Regions from separate parts of the Mus musculus genome. Here regions 1 and 3 are each linked to region 2. Evidence: chromatin contacts called from public HiChIP or PLAC-seq data. All regions are on one chromosome and are shown on one strand. Each heading gives the region's core, a stretch centred on a gene start, on an enhancer-like site or on the middle of the called end of the contact. The rest is flanking DNA. Distances are from core to core; before and after follow the strand shown. Region 1 has its middle 220 kb from the start of 7630403G23Rik. Region 2 has its middle 10 kb from the start of Kirrel3. Region 3 has its middle 140 kb from the start of Kirrel3.

Region 1 (2,858 bases), core at 75-2,574, 220 kb before region 2:
CTTTGTCTATTTTTAGTACATGCCCAATCTTCCCAATGCTACAAGAAAAACTATGGCAGGAAAAAAAATATACTACATATTTCTTTATACATGGCCATACCTGAAATAGAATTAAGCAAACAGCCATAATTCAGTAGTTCTGGAGGGTAAGAGAATAATAGTGAAACTATATTTATGCTCCAATAAGTTCTGAATGTATTGCATGTAATGAACAAATCAGGACACCTAAGTTACTAAAAAAATTTCCATAGTTCTGAAGAAGGAATGGCAATTAAACTGGACAAGCTAACTTATTGTTATTGTATAATTGTTCAAATATGCTTTTCATTACTCTTACATACATTTCTCCCTCTCCTCTCCAATGTCAATGAGGTCATCCTGTGTGTGCTACTCTCTGCAGCTGGATATTCCAATCACGAGCCAAAAGTAACAGTTGTTTTTTAAATTTATTTTTTTAAGGAAATTCAAGTCACCAACTCAAACAGAAACTTTTTAAATAATAATAATAAAAATCTAACACAATACAAATGGATGATAATATAATTAGATACTTTCACAATGAGGAACAATATAGAGAGATATTCAAAACCTTTCTTTTCATCACCAAACTATCATGTTTCCTTAAGAGAAGAAGATTTTGCCCAGTGAAGGCATGACAATTCATAGTGCACAGTAGTATCTAATCTGAGCTGAAACATTGCAGATGGCATTCATACATTGTGTGGCACAATGGCAAATACAGTGCAAAATGCTCATGCTGTGTGTTAGGAACAGAGTCTGTAATGAAGTCACATGTGAACAATGGGGAAGCTCTGCCAGGAACACCTGGGATTTATTACACATTCGATTTTGAATTAATTTTTGGTCATTCTGCATTCAATAAACTTTTCTTGTTGCCACTTTTATGACTCCCATGATATATGGGGTCATAGCCCACAGTTTAAGAAGCTATGATCTAGGGTTCTGTTTGGCCACTGGCTGCTGGGGAGTTTCCAAGGAGGTAGTTCATAAAGCAACTGTCTTTACTCCCATCACAGTATCTGGGAAGCTCTGGCCTGACTTCATGGTAACTCTGACTGCCCAGAGCCTCCCTCTCATTTTGCTCTCTACCTTGAAGGTTTCTCAGGGCTGGGACCTGAGCTTTCATAGGGATGGGGACTCTGTTAGAGACCCTGCTGGTATTTAACAAATGTCACTCAGAGGCCCTTATGTCCCTGAGCAACAGGAAGTGTGTACATGCTGTGATCAGACACATCCAGCCTGGGCACACTTTTAACTCTTGACCTTATTCTGGGGACAGCTGTTAGTGAGTTTCACCAGCAAACCAGCTAGGGCGGGGATGTTCAAAGTCTGAACACAAAATGCCCTGTCACTTCAGAGAGAATCTGTGCTGTGACGATCACAGGCCAGGTTTTGTTTTCCTTTCTCAGAGTTTTGGCAAACTCACAGGTTTACTGGAGCTCTGATGTGACTCTGTACCAGTGTGGCTCAGATCACTCCCACCTGACCCCACAACCTCATCTTGCCAGTGGTCCTACGGAGTAATTTGCAAAAAAGCCCTTTCCCTGTCCTCTCCTCACTGTTAGGCTCCTGTTTGTTCTCGTGCCAATACTTCATTTTTCTATGAAAGATGAGAACATAGAAAGAAATACATTCAAAACAAAGAAAAACATATCCACATTTAATATACTTTTGCTTGTACCTGCAAAGACTTTCTTCCTGGAATTCATCTTCCAAAGATATTGTTTTGCTAGCCTGCTGTAGGAGTTGGTGCCACACAGCCATTCTTAGATCATCTGTCATCTTCATATACTCTCTATCCATCTCCAATCCCTTTCAGATTTGTCCCTTAGGTTCACAGAACTCCCCAAACAAAGACTCATCCTAGCATGTCTCTCTATGCATCCTAGCCTCAGAGCCCTGTTTGCTTTGCTTCTCCCTCTTCTTTTTAATGTTTTTCTTTAGTATCACTTATATACTTAGCATATCCCTGGTCCTAATTATCAACGTAAATTATGAATGTAAAAATCTAACATAATTTGAGTGTTGCTTCAAAATTGAGCTTATATAACTTAAATATTGTGGAACATTTAACTGAATAAGACCCCCTTTTTAATAGCTTCACTGCAAATGATACTCGGGACAGTACTGAGCTTGCCACATGCCCCAGTCAAGCAGCTATCCCTGTGGGTTGTATTCTTCTTCACAACTGCACCATACTTAAGACTGTGCTGGCCTGGTTTATAAAGGTATTGCACTCACTTCATTAACAGCCACAATTAATGTGCTCTTTGGATCCAAACCCTTTGCAATGTAATTTCATCGCTTTTCCCATTAAAAGGTGGAGTCCACTTTTTAATTCATTGGCCCAGAAGTGGCATTTGTGAATGGATGCATGCTGGTGAATCATCAAGGTTTTATGAAGTCCTCCACTGTTTGGTTTGCTTTACAATGAGACATTATTGCTTGGTCTGCCCTAAGAATAATCTTTAACTAGATGCTGAGGCAGAAGAGAGCAGTCATAAGCATTCATTACCCAGAGACCCACAATGGAGCCCAGTAGACAAACAGAACATTATGTTCATTTCACAGAGTAGGGGGGGGTTTGGATGAAACCCCCAGAATGGCTCACTTAATGCTGTATATTAGTTGGATATTCATAAATAACATGCATGTTTATAGATACAGTGCCATCTAGACTATGCATGCACACACAAGAGTTTAAGGAAACTGCTTGACTCAACTTGGGGGCTGACAAGTTTTAAGTTACCCTATTAGTTAGCAGGTAGAAGTCACAGGCCAGGTTTCTAATATTACTGCCTTGAAATAGAATTCCTCAGAAAACCTCAGGATTTGTT
Region 2 (2,925 bases), core at 343-2,842:
CCAGTTATAAGATGTAAACACGTTGTCTACCAACTACAAGCCTTCTGTATTTCCTGTAGTGCATTCAAAAAGGAAGCCCAACTCAGAAGTCTATTGAGTGTAATTTCCCTATTTTGAGGAGATGATTAAAAATGTACACACACACACACACACACACACACACACACACTGATCTTAATTCATTTATTAGTCTTCTAACAAGCAGGAGGAATTCTTTCCTCTCTTATTGTAGATGATTCTTATAAAATACATAAAGGTAAGAAGTTTGGTGATGGAGAATGGCCATTTTTCTCCCCAACATTCCAGGCTGCTCCCCAAGGAGTTTTCTGGACTTTTCAGAGTCCAGTCTTTTCTTGCCATGGACTCTTCTCCCACTTCAGGGAGCATCCAAAGCTCACTAGGGTCTGTGGCAAGGCCATCTCTGAATCTCAGGGAGTTAAAACAGAAAGTGGCACTTCTTAATTAGATGGTAACCGCATAATTATTTGAAGGTTCCTTATAATTACAACCCTCCCTGCCCCAAGCTTCTTTAGCAACTTCAAATGGAATCTGTAGTTCTGGTTCCCTTCCTGTCCTCTGCCAATACAATGCCACTGGCCAGTATTAAGCATTCATCAGAGGTGGTTGTAGCTTATCAAGGTGGAAGCCTCCAGTGGATTCTTCCTCAAAAGCTAAAATCTCTCTGGTGACTTTTGATACCATGTGCTGGTTTCTACTTCAAATCATTTTACCCAGATGGGTGAACATCAGATCTTTGAGAAAAGAAGCTGAGAAGTCACTGAACAGCCATTTAAACTTCATTATAATCTCTTGAGTATTTTTCTGAAAGTGACTCCTTGACTTTAGTAGACCACTCCAAAGATTCCTCTCACTGACATGAGCAGTTACTCCTTTTTTTTTCCAACTTCCAGTTCCTTGGAAAAGATCTTTACTTCCAGTCCAGCGTTAAAAGAAAGGAAAAATCACCACCCATCCCTACCCCAGAAAGCTTCTCTGTATTCCTCTTGCCTCTTGAGGTGTAATGAACCTGCAAAACCAACAACCTCTGAGCAAGCATCATTCCCATATATAAGAGCAGCAAGCAAAAGCAGTTGGCTCTGATGGGAGTAGCCTTCAGTCAATAGCATGCATCCCCCGACCCCTTTGAAAAATGGCCTGACAGAATGAGCATCCCATCTCAAGAAAGGCAGAGGAGCCATTAGTGAAAGCAAGAAAGTTAGTTTTACATCTCATTCGAAAGATGGATTCACTGCCTTCCTCCTAGTCCAGGTGGGTGAGTTAGTTTAGAGTAGAATTTGTCTGCCCTCACTGAAAACTCCGGTTAGGCAATGAATTATTCCAAGTAAATTACGTGTATCGATCCCCTCCCCTTTCTGACACTTTGCAGATATTGCTATCAAATCATGCTCCATGCAAGTGTCAGTTTTTGCTACAGACATCTGAAGATGGGATCAAATATTCCCTTGAGTTTCTCAGCATCTAATAAAAACTCCCAGGCATAGCAGAACTTGGGGAAAGCAGACAACACAGCCCAGTGATGAGGTGACTACTGGGGACACAGCATGTGTTGTGTATGAAAACACTAAAGTGGGTTGACACCTCTTCATCAAATAACAAGTAGCCAAGATTACAGTTGGTGACTCAACTTTAGTCAAGATTACAGTTTGTGACTCAACTTTAGCCAAGATTACAGTTTGTGACTCAACTTTAGCCAAGATTACAGTTTGTGACTCAACTTTAGCCAAGGTTATAGTTTGCGACTCAATGTTTGCTTTATGTTACAAGCAAACATATCCAAACAAAGACCAGGTGTAGGAGCATGGAGTGATATTGTGGATATATCCCGGTTCTGGCAGAACCATTGGGTCACATTGCACAATGCTTTCATTGACTGCCAAAGATTTACATCATATAGACCATATCCTAAACAGGGTCTGATTCTTCCACGTGCATGGATTTCCATCCTCATTATGGACCAAGTATTATCACCCCACCCAAAAGAAGTCCAACTGAAATTCTAATCTCCAGTTGGATGGTAGTAGGATGCAGGACCTTACCCTTAGGTAGTACTCAGGTCATCAGTGTGGAGCCATCCTGAATGGGACTAAGGAGAAGATGGCAAATGTAAAGCCAGGACACAAGGTCTCACCTGACACCAGCTATACAAGCATTTTAATTGGACATGGACAGAGTGCCAGCCTCCTAAACCATGAGAAGTATATTTCAGTTGTCTAATGCACCCATCTATGGTATTCTGTAATGGCACCCCAAACTGACTGAGTACCCACCATAATGATGAGACAACCATTTCTAACTAATAAATTCTTAATCATTAAAAGTAAAAGATTTTTTTTTTGCCTTACTCAGTTTGAACTGACTTTTTGACCAAAAACCTATTATATTAAAACTGTCAAGTGCATTCTAAGAATGGATAACTTAAAGATAAAGGGTCTAGAGATTTTGGTCCCGATCTAACAAATATAATAGTAAAGTATTGTTTTATCTTTATTAAAGTCCTGACTGCATGGGGACATACTTGTGGGTGAAAGCATATAATATCTGAGTTGAATTTGCTTTAAAAAATTCCAATGGGATGGAGGGAAGCAAGGAAGATAGGTAGAACAAGCTTAGATACAGCTTCATTATTATTTTACTAGGTAATGGTACACAGGAAGGCTCATAACAATAGTTCTTGAATGCATTAAAATTATCTGAAAGGACTGTTAAAACACAGTGTCTTAGGGTTTTACTGATGTGAACAGACACCATGACCAAAGCAAGTCTTATAAAGGACAACATTTAATTGGGAATGGCTTACAGGTTCAGAGATTCAGTCCAGTATCATCAAAGCAGGAACATGGTAGCATCCAGGCAGGCATGGTGCAGGAAGATCTGAGAATTCTACATCTTCATCTGAAGGCTTCT
Region 3 (3,239 bases), core at 535-3,034, 130 kb before region 2:
TCAAAAAAAGTTAGCATGCAGCCTAATACATGACAATGTGCTAAATAAGTAGTATAATCACTTTAGGAACTTAAAGGAAGGAGACACATTTACAGCCAAACATGAACACGGAGTTCAAACTGCACCCTAAAAGGTATCAGAAATTCCCAGGCTCATGCAGCTGTTGTCCCTCCTCTTGTGTGTTCTTGGGCAGGGCTTGATTTTGAAATTAAGCATCTCCCTTGCATTGTTTAATCTTGACAAATGGAATTCACCACCCACCAGTTAGAACCAGCTGCAGATTCTTGACCATACAGGAGTATGTCAGCAAAAGTTCAAGACTGTGGAAGCTGAGTGACAAGGAGCCAAGAGACAAGCGTCCTGGCAGAAGACAGCAAACAGCCCTGCTGTAAATTCCTATTCTTTTGTATGATAGTGACCTATATTAGTTTTGGCCACTTCCATTTGGAGACTGGATTTTTTTTTAAGTGTCCTGTAGAGCAAATCCAAGAGTAGCAAAAATGCCCTAAAGACATTTTTCCTCAACTAAATTACATGCATTTATTTTTCACCGTGGGGGGCAGAATCGAAAAGCTAACAGGCTCCAGAGGGACAGTGCATGTTAATTCCACTCATGGTAAAGGTCCTTTAAAATGCCACTCATGCCTGAAGCACTGATGAGTTTGTAGGTTGCCAGGCACAAGGTATGCCGTGCACACTCCCATTGGAACCCATTAGACAGCCTATAGATAGATGGGCTCTGAACAGCCACCCATGCATGCATGCCATTCAAAAGTTTAAAAACAGTTACTTAGAAATTACACAGATTCCCCAGCTCTAACAACAAGGCTAATGGCAGACCATTCGCAATCAAATGCAGTAGATTAGCGAGGCACAAAAAGAACTAAACTGTTTAGCGTAGGTCTCAAAGCTCCCATAGAAATTAGTCAATTGGAATTTATAGAAAATGACAGGGAAGGCTTGTAGTTGATGCTGTATGTTCTGCATAGCACAATCATCCATGATGCATGCAGACAAAACTCCACCCCCACCAAAATGCATGCATGGGGAAGCTGTATCAATCCTCTCCAAGTGGTCTACAGGACGTGTGTGCTCTTACACACCAATTTCAGGCACTATTAAGAAGCCATGTATATTGAGACAGGTAACAGGCTTAGTTTTTCTGCCTACTGTGGTCCTTTTCAGTTTATACAGGAACACACACACACACACACACACACGTAAACACACGTACACACGGGCCTATGTGTTTTGGCATGCACATGCACATACATTACACTCATGCTAGTGCTAACTTAACTGTCCAGGATTGGCACTTTCAGCATTGAACGTTCCATGTCCTTTAACTCCCTCATACCTTGGAAAAGCAGAATACTTAGTCACCACAGCATACCTGAACGTGCAATAAAAAACAATAGAAAATGCTGAGAACCTTTGGCATGAAGAGTTATTCAAGGAAAATTCTTTGAGGAAAATCTAATCCATTACCCAAATTAAGTCCCTCTTGGAACCAAAAGCAAAAAGTACAGATTGACTCTATCTGGGCTTCTACCTGCCTTGCCTAAATTGTTGGGGGCAGGTAGAACACAGAACTGTATCATTAGTGGTTAGCAATCCGATTGCACAATTCTTTCTTCCATATCTCACTTGCTTCCTTAACCTTCCAGAGGACAAGGTTGTGGTTACAAATGCTCACTGTTTTGATTCCAGTGCCTGGAACAGTGCCTGACCTACAGTAGACATTCCATAAATATTTGTCGAATTGAAGTAGCAAATTAAGAAGAGAAGTCTGTGGGCATTGTGGTGTGGGAGGAGGTTTAAGTGGAGCCACACTGTCGAAGCACTCTGTTCTACAAATAGGTAGCCCTGAGAATACATAGCTGCAAGCTGACAGATTGCACATTTCCACCCCATCCCAGTCTTTGTTTAATATGGCCACTATTGGTCTAGGTTTCATAACAAAATAGTTGAGGTTAAGTGTCTATAAAGGAAAGAGCTTAGCCAGGGCAGGTGACACCAGTCTATAATCCTAATATTTATAACACCTGGGCAGATAGAAGAAGGAAGAACATAAATTCAAGGCTGCTGTGTGGGTATCAACAAAGTGAGACCTGACTCAAAAGGAGATGGGTGGGGGAAGAAAAGAAGAGATTATAGAAGAGAAACTGAGGGAGCACAGAAGGGAGGGGAGGGGAAGAGATTGGGTGATGGAAAAGGAAACTAGAGGAGAATGCAGAAGGAAGAGGAAGGGAAGAGGAGAAGAGGAGGAGGAGGGGAGAGAGGTGGGAGGGAGAGAGGGAGACAGAGAATGAGAAAGAGGTGAGAAGAGAGAGAGATGGGAAAGAGAAGAGGAGGGAAGGAAGGAGGGAAGAAGAGAGGGAGGGAGATTTCTTTAGTTCAGTTTTAGGGGTATAAGTGCATGCTGCTAGCATCTATAAAGAAAGACTCCTGACCCAAATGATCACCATCATGGGGTCATAGCTTAAGAAAAAGTGATTACATAGTGAGTAATAGACACAGAAAGAAAGAATTTAAGATAAGGCCAGGCCATTCTAGGGAAACTCTTAAGAACTAATTCAAGGTCACACAAAAACTAGTAACTCTTTCCAAGGATGGTATGGCAATGACCTTCTAGTAGGTCCTAACTTCTAAAGGTTCTACCACCCACCCCAACTTCACCATAAATGAACTCTTGCTAGCCTCATTCAAACTATACTCTTGCTGCTGCTTTGAATGTCAAAGACAAATGCAGGAAGAGAGCTAAGAGCTGTTACCTGGCAATAAGGTAAAGGCAGAGCCTTCATCCATCTCAGGACATAAACACTGTCACAGAGGCTGTATATATAAGGCACACATATCGCATTGCCACTCTGCCTTTGGTCCCAAGGAGGAAGAGTGTAGACCTCATTAAAGAGGGTAGAGTCCGATGGCATGTATCCCTACATGGCATGTTTGGCCAGGCCTGGATCTGACCCAGGAAGTTATGTGTTTCTCAACTAGTACTGCTGAGACTAGCATCTCCAAGGCCTAAAATCATAGCCTGCACTAAGGATGAATTTAATGCTGTTTAACAACTGAGAGGAGTTGAGAAAAATATGGTCAGATAAAGAAGCTAGAGTGCTGACAGACACAATACTTTAAGCACTGCTTCTAGTCTTGGTAAGGACATAGAACATGGTCAAGAGTTCAGAGACAAAATGGAGAATGGAGACTTCCATTCCAAACCCAGATACCTTGTT

The links. HiChIP or PLAC-seq counts read pairs in DNA pulled down with a chosen protein or histone mark.
Region 1: a contact with region 2 is called in a FOXA1 HiChIP or PLAC-seq map of pancreatic cancer cells, with 17 times the contacts expected there. The contact joins two enhancer-like sites. A contact is called at or near these places in 5 of 39 promoter capture datasets (the 3T3-L1 cell line, cancer-associated fibroblasts, hippocampal neurons and 1 more), 9 of 484 Hi-C or Micro-C datasets (the 3T3-L1 cell line, cerebellum, cerebral cortex and 5 more), 4 of 115 datasets of contacts at active chromatin or transcription factors (astrocytes, embryonic forebrain, pancreatic cancer cells and 1 more) and 1 of 9 other capture datasets (embryonic stem cells).
Region 3: a contact with region 2 is called in a FOXA1 HiChIP or PLAC-seq map of pancreatic cancer cells, with 17 times the contacts expected there. The contact joins two enhancer-like sites. A contact is called at or near these places in 1 of 39 promoter capture datasets (hippocampal neurons), 5 of 484 Hi-C or Micro-C datasets (the HL-1 cell line, cortical neurons, myocytes and 1 more) and 5 of 115 datasets of contacts at active chromatin or transcription factors (astrocytes, embryonic stem cells, neural progenitor cells and 2 more).

The regions. Positions count from the first base shown.
Region 1 is chr9:34,257,372-34,260,229 of GRCm38.p6, forward strand. No RefSeq gene overlaps it. Among named protein-coding and RNA genes, the nearest start is that of 7630403G23Rik, 220 kb to the left of the region's middle. Within about 2 kb of position 1,325, at least 11 of the 459 cell types and tissues checked have an H3K27ac peak or open chromatin away from gene starts, as enhancers often do. A contact at or near this core is called in pancreatic cancer cells, where this site is marked.
Region 2 is chr9:34,477,024-34,479,948 of GRCm38.p6, forward strand. No RefSeq gene overlaps it. Among named protein-coding and RNA genes, the nearest start is that of Kirrel3, 10 kb to the right of the region's middle. Within about 2 kb of position 1,593, at least 8 of the 459 cell types and tissues checked have an H3K27ac peak or open chromatin away from gene starts, as enhancers often do. A contact at or near this core is called in pancreatic cancer cells, where this site is marked.
Region 3 is chr9:34,348,482-34,351,720 of GRCm38.p6, forward strand. No RefSeq gene overlaps it. Among named protein-coding and RNA genes, the nearest start is that of Kirrel3, 140 kb to the right of the region's middle. Within about 2 kb of position 1,785, at least 16 of the 459 cell types and tissues checked have an H3K27ac peak or open chromatin away from gene starts, as enhancers often do. A contact at or near this core is called in pancreatic cancer cells, where this site is marked.